2 separate regions of the Danio rerio genome follow, and region 1 is linked to region 2. A link is a contact called in public HiChIP or PLAC-seq data. All regions are on one chromosome and are shown on one strand. Each heading gives the region's core, a stretch centred on a gene start, on an enhancer-like site or on the middle of the called end of the contact. The rest is flanking DNA. Distances are from core to core; before and after follow the strand shown. Region 1 holds the start of utp6 (UTP6 small subunit processome component). Region 2 holds the start of rab11fip4b (RAB11 family interacting protein 4 (class II) b).

The links. HiChIP or PLAC-seq counts read pairs in DNA pulled down with a chosen protein or histone mark.
Region 1: an H3K4me3 HiChIP or PLAC-seq map of gastrula embryo shows a contact between it and region 2, with 2.3 times the contacts expected there. The contact joins the promoter of utp6 here to the promoter of rab11fip4b in region 2. A contact is called at or near these places in 1 of 18 Hi-C or Micro-C datasets (gastrula embryo) and 3 of 4 datasets of contacts at active chromatin or transcription factors (caudal fin, embryo and gastrula embryo).

What each region holds. Positions count from the first base shown.
Region 1 is chr6:24,551,178-24,554,190 of GRCz12tu, forward strand. utp6 (UTP6 small subunit processome component) reads right to left here and starts at 1,697. Exons shown (of 19, transcript NM_001111207.1): 1 at 1,503-1,697; 2 at 1,322-1,406; 3 at 1,196-1,237; 4 at 985-1,077; 5 at 837-884; 6 at 628-691; 7 at 382-500; 8 at 211-288; 9 at 40-121. The coding sequence starts at 1,594. It overlaps suz12b (SUZ12 polycomb repressive complex 2 subunit b), which reads left to right and starts at 2,231. Exons shown (of 16, transcript NM_001082824.2): 1 at 2,231-2,830. The coding sequence starts at 2,686.
Region 2 is chr6:24,438,421-24,441,500 of GRCz12tu, forward strand. rab11fip4b (RAB11 family interacting protein 4 (class II) b) reads left to right here and starts at 1,650. Exons shown (of 13, transcript NM_001128825.1): 1 at 1,650-1,914.

The DNA of each region.
Region 1 (3,013 bases), core at 447-2,946, 110 kb after region 2:
GCTGATACTATTAAACAGTTATGTGGAAATTTAGCCAACCTTTAATTTTCTGTGCAGCATCTCTGTATATCACTTCAGCAAGTTTTCCACTCAAGATTTCTGGAGAAAACTGATATTCCCCCTGAATTTAGAAAAGATGTTTTATGAATTAAAATATGCATTTTATTTTCAAAAAGGCAAGGACTCCAGATGTACACCTTTTTAACCTACCACATCTATTTTAGCTTGCTCCAGTTCCTGTTGCTGTTTCCTCATCTTCTCAGCATGCATGAGCTCCATCCGGAAATACTGTACACACATACAATGGTTTGTTTTATGTATATATGAGATTCAAAGTGTAATGTTTATAGCATTGGTTGCTTAAAAATAATGTTGCCTCACCTCCAGGTAGACTTTCTTATTTTCTGGATGAAAGCGAAGGGCACGGAGGAAAAGATGCCGGGCACTCTCTGAGGAGTTCCTGTCCTCCATTTCACATTTAGCAGCCATTATCCACAGAGCTGCAAGAAAACGCCAAAAACTTTATTTCTAGCCATGTGTATAAAGCTGCTTATACATCTAAACTACAATAATATTAATGATTGACAGTAAACCCAACCCCTAAACTTCTAATTTACTTAAGTTTACCTGGTTTGTCAGGATGGATAGCTAACATAGATAACAAAATCTTGCTGAGCTGAGTCTTTGAGCCCTTGTTGAAAGACAAAAAAAAAAAAAAAAGATTAGGATTTTTTTTTAAAGACAAACACATTTGCGTTATTATTTCTTTCTTTCTTTCTATTTTTATTTCTTTAAAATTGATAAGGTTTTTTGCATTTAATAACAAAAGCACATACCCATTTCTTATTAAAGGCAACATGAGAAAGCCAGAGTTGCACATCTTCCTACAGGAGAAGCATTTAATGGAATCAAAAATACATTTGAATCAAAAACTGACCATCACAATGAATCTAAAACTGAGGTTATCATTTCTTATTGCCCAACCTGCCATTTGCTTGTCGCCCTTCTGAAAACACTGTTTATGCCCTGAATGATGGGATACTCAATTTCTTCACGTTTAAAATGGTAACCAATTCTCTGAAAGCAGAACAGTACATCTCACTTAAAGTAACACAAGTTAGTTAGGTCTGCTGTTCTGATTACTGAAAGAAGCAGATTTCAAAATAAATAAATAACAGAACAGATTTCAACTCACCGCTCTCCTCTTCTTGATAAGTTCAAGAGTGTTTATTTCGAACTGATTTTACAAGGATAAAAAAACAAGGTCATAATGTGCTGATTTCTTACATTAAAGTGCAAAAAGCTATTTGTTAATACTGACCTGTATGTATGTAATGAAGTCATCTTTACACTGAATTGCTCGGTGTAGCTTATATTCAAGTGCAGTAGATCTTTTCAACATGGACCTGAAACAAAAGCCCTTTTTGAGGAAACTTTCTCTCTACAGAAGCACCATTTCAATCCATCTTTTCTGTTCGCATGAACACGAGTGATATACTCACTTGACTTCTTTATTGGTAAACAAACCGACTCTCTCCAGTTGTTCAAGCCCTGGTATTCTGTCCTCTAATCGTTGTTGTACAATGTCTGCCATTTCTAAAACAGGTTATGGGACGCTTTACAAAATACTTAAGATGCACAGCGCAATTACATCCCAAAACACGTGTGGACAGGAAGTTGTCAAATGCTCTACATCCGGATGTTCATCGGTTAAAAAATCCGACATGAATTCTGCACTTGAATTTTGGTTCCACGGTTTTTATTTAAAAAAATAGTTTTATGGGAACGTTATAATTCAGAACATTAATACATTTGTTTTTCCTTAACTTAAGGTTCCTTTAACTTACTTAGTACCTCACGCACATATATAAAACATGCATGCAGGAGTAAATCTTGGAAGGGGTTCAAATCTTTCAAAGTTGCCCTAAAACTATTAAACAACACATTCTTGTTTTCAATATTGATAAACTTTTTTGATTTACTTCAAGTGTTGACTGCTGTATGTTTATGACTGTATTCAGGCTGTAACCCGTGCTACTGCACCGTGACCGATCCTCTCCCCAGAACCAAAACATTCTTGGCGGCAATTTGTCTCCTCTACCAATCTTAATCTCACGTCTATCAAAATAAGTCTATCCAATAAAAAACTTCGATTTTACCAGACGGCATCTCTGATTGGCTAAAACATTGCAGTGGGCGGGTTTTCGCGGCACTCTCCTCAAGGGCTCGGGCGATACACAAGTATCCGTATCCGTCACTTGGTCGGGTTTCCCGTCAAAATAAATACAATTTCGGTAGAAAATAAGTATTCAATAATCCATAACCTTTGTTCAAATTGGAACGTGAACTTCTGCCTGTGTGTATGGATTACCCGGTGTCGTTGAACTGTGTTTTCGTCGCTCTTAAGGACCGCAAGCTAACGTGCTAATCTGTTGAGGATCAGTGACCAGATCGAGGGCATACATCAGTAAACATATTTACAACTCGTATGGTTTACTCATTTGAGCCACATTCAAACATGCACTTGTCAAAGAAACTAAACCACAAGTAGCTGATGTTTAGGTGATGGTAGAGAGCTGGTCAAAGGGGCGAGGGCGACTGTCTGTCATTAATGTGCAGATAATCTTTTCGCCTGGTGTTGTTTTGATGCGTTTTGGACTTCCCATTAGTTGTTAGTATATTATCATGGCTCCTCAGAAATATTCGGCTCAGGTGATGAACTCTAAAGCCAATGGTGCTGTATACCCATCTTCTGGCGTGAGCTCACTCAAGAAACCTAAGATTGAACAGTTGCAGGCCGACCATGAGCTCTTTCTGCAGGCCTTTGAGAGTAAGTCAACAGCTGTTTCATTTAACACGTTAAGTAAATTCATTAGCTTTTCCTATTAACGTTCCATTGACACACCCAGTTCATGACAACGTGCTGTTGTGTGTTACTGCTACTAGATGTGGTGTGGATGCATCCTTGGATCTATCACTGTTGTGTTCCTATGAGTGTGTACATGAGGCAGTG
Region 2 (3,080 bases), core at 400-2,899:
TGCTTTTATTCTAGCCAAAATAAAACTAATAATTTAATAATTTACAAATAATAATAATTCTGACTTCAACTGTATATTTCTAGCACCTTATACATTGCTAAGTGTATCAAATTCATTTTGCAATGGGAAGACCTACGCCTCACTGACAAAGGTCCAGAGTTTGTCCCAAACATGAGCTCTTTAACTCTTTAATCTGTTTTTATTTAACAGGTATTACATCATAAATTGTAAAAATAACTCTTCAAAGAAGGCTTTAAGACCAAGAAGAATCTGATGTCATCTTTTACTGACCTACTGTATTTTTGTTAAATATCGTACAAGTAACTTTTATACTGAATAGTGGACCTTATTCTTGAAAGAAAAGAAAAAGACCAATACATTTTAATACTAATTAGGCTATTGTTGCTATCCATCTATTTCATGTACTTTTTTACAAGAGTGGCTTAAAATTTAAGGAAGCTTTAAACTATTATTATTAATAATTTTACTATTATTTTCTACGTTTAATTTTTATTGTACAAGTGGACAAATAAAGTTGGATGGACTGGCTAGTTTGCCTAATAAATGACAATAGACTACTTAGCTTTAATAGGCAGTTTTTTTTATTCAAAACTTTAACAGATTCCCTTTTTCCTAATGATATATGATGTAATAAATTTGTATTTTAAAAATAGTATGTATAAATACTTTTGTTTCATATTTCTTTATTCTAAATCTTTGGGAAATGTTTTAGTACATCAAAAGGTGTGGTTATGATTACCACCGGACAAGCTAATCCAGAAAAAAAAAATATGCTGTGACTAAAATGCAGTTTTTAAATCTTATTAAATAGAAAATTAGGTGAATAACTGGAAAAGGTGCAGTTTTTGAAATAAAGAACCACCTCTTTCACAAGGCTGGCTAGTGGCTACGGGCCTGAATACTGTAATTCTTGTTTGATTGAAAATGTGTATTCTGTCCATACCATATGCTATACTGGACCGACACACACCTTTATAAAAGAAACTGCATTTAAACAAATATCCTGCAGTAATTGGGAGACCAATGGCCAAAATCTTTTTGAGAAGTCAAAGGGAGAACATTACTTTCCAGATAACTAACTTGCCTTCCATTCCCTAAGGCCGTCTTTTTTCTAATCTTTAGAAGTCGGTTTCATTCTGAGAAACTGTCACAAATACAGCATTTCGATATAAAGGCTTTCATGGTTGCAAAAGTGCAGTTTCACAATGAATCATGCAATACACGCACGATACAAACTGGTGTTGTTGCAAAGAGAGGAAGTGAAATTGTGAGGTTTGTTTATTTTGCGTGTAGTGTGGTGCAATGTCACCTCCGACTTCCCCTAACGACGTCTAGAGTAATTTCATTGAGATCAAAAATGTATTACGTTTGGTTTCCCTTTATATTTCGTTGTTTTCTTCTTATTTTTCCATCAACTTTCCAAACGAACGCACTTGCCGTTGCCACAGTGATTAGGTGTACCTGTTTATGCAAATAACCTAGGCAGGAACCAATCTACAGCATTTCAGCTCCGCTCACAGGACCTCCCCTGAGGTCGGTTGCTTGGCAACAGCCACAGAGATTGAGAAGTCGAGAGTAGGAGTGGCTGGGGAACTCACAACTGCTGTCAGAGCTTCTGTGTGTGAGTGTGTGAGGAGGAGGCTGTTCGGTCAAGTGAGCAAGAGTTGTGCTGTGTTTGCAAACGTTTTGGAAACGAATATATTCATTCAGTCGATAAGCAGACGAAGAGGAAGCATAAGCATCCTCTCTCAATTTCTTGGATGTGGGTAAAAATATTGATACAGACGCTGTGAAGGAGGCCTCCCCTGTTGGATTTGACTTGGTAGACAGTAACATCAGAAGTGGAGTGTGAGGAGTGAACAAAATCATGGTCCCTCGTCTGTGAGAGACAGGGTAAGATGAGCTCTTTTTATTTCGTTCGACAGGAAAGGAATATACATTGGACATGAAGAAAAAGAAGAAATGTGCAAAGAAGAAATGTGGAGGATTTTATAGTTTTGTTGATCTCACGCTTGCCACTTTTCAAACTGCTTCATCCCCCAATTCTATCTCGTGCCCGTATGCATACTCTCTTGTAACCTGTACCATCTAATTCTTACTGTGTGATTGCCCTTACTCCGATGATAACAAGATTAATTGTAAATTGAGGGCAGCTGCAGCTTTCTATGTTTTAAAACGAATCATTTAAAGTAGCAAGACGTAATCAAATCGTCGGTTTCTTCTTTCTTTTTTCTTGACATCCTTATGCTCGTGAATGCTAACCTGGGAGTTTCTACACCACTATAACTACATTTAGTTGAATATATTCATGATATTTTGCCAATTCTGCCTATGGTTATAGTCTGCTTATACCTGACAATGATCGTGTCCCTGAAACATCTAGGTCAGAATGCATCACACGTAACTAGATCAGCTTGAGCCATGATACCATTAAAACGTGTTGTGGGTTTATGTGATGGATTTCAGTGTTTTCCTCTGAGTTGTATTTAGAGTGTCAGCTGTCTATTTTGTCTCTAATGATGATTTAAACAATAAATGCATAACTGTAAACAAAAGTATGTTAAAAATAAATTGCTAATCTAAACGTGTTTCAGCCAGCTGGTGTGGCTACACTGCTGTTCACATTTATCAATTTGCTGACATTTGCTATCACCTGTCATTCACCCCTCTGAACATTCTCTCTCCTCTTTCTCTCTGCTTTTAGATTCAAGTCTGCTAAATATAGACACAACAAGACTGTTCAAAGTTGAATTCGTGGTTAAAATTAATTGTTCATTTAGGTTTTACTTACTTAATGTATTTTTAAATACTACACCTAACTTTCTGATAATTAATTTTAAACTTTTTAAGAAACAACTAAGAATTTGACATTCAAAACAACATTTATGTGACATTCTGATCTTTCCAAAAATAGTTAAGAAATTATGACTTTTCTTGCTTTGATATCTGTTTTCAAACATACTCTTGAAAGCATTTCAAGTCTTTACTATATCTCTTAAAATTATCTCTCCCACACTACAACTTAGCTTGAGTTACTGCTTTAGCACAGTGCAGGTTTC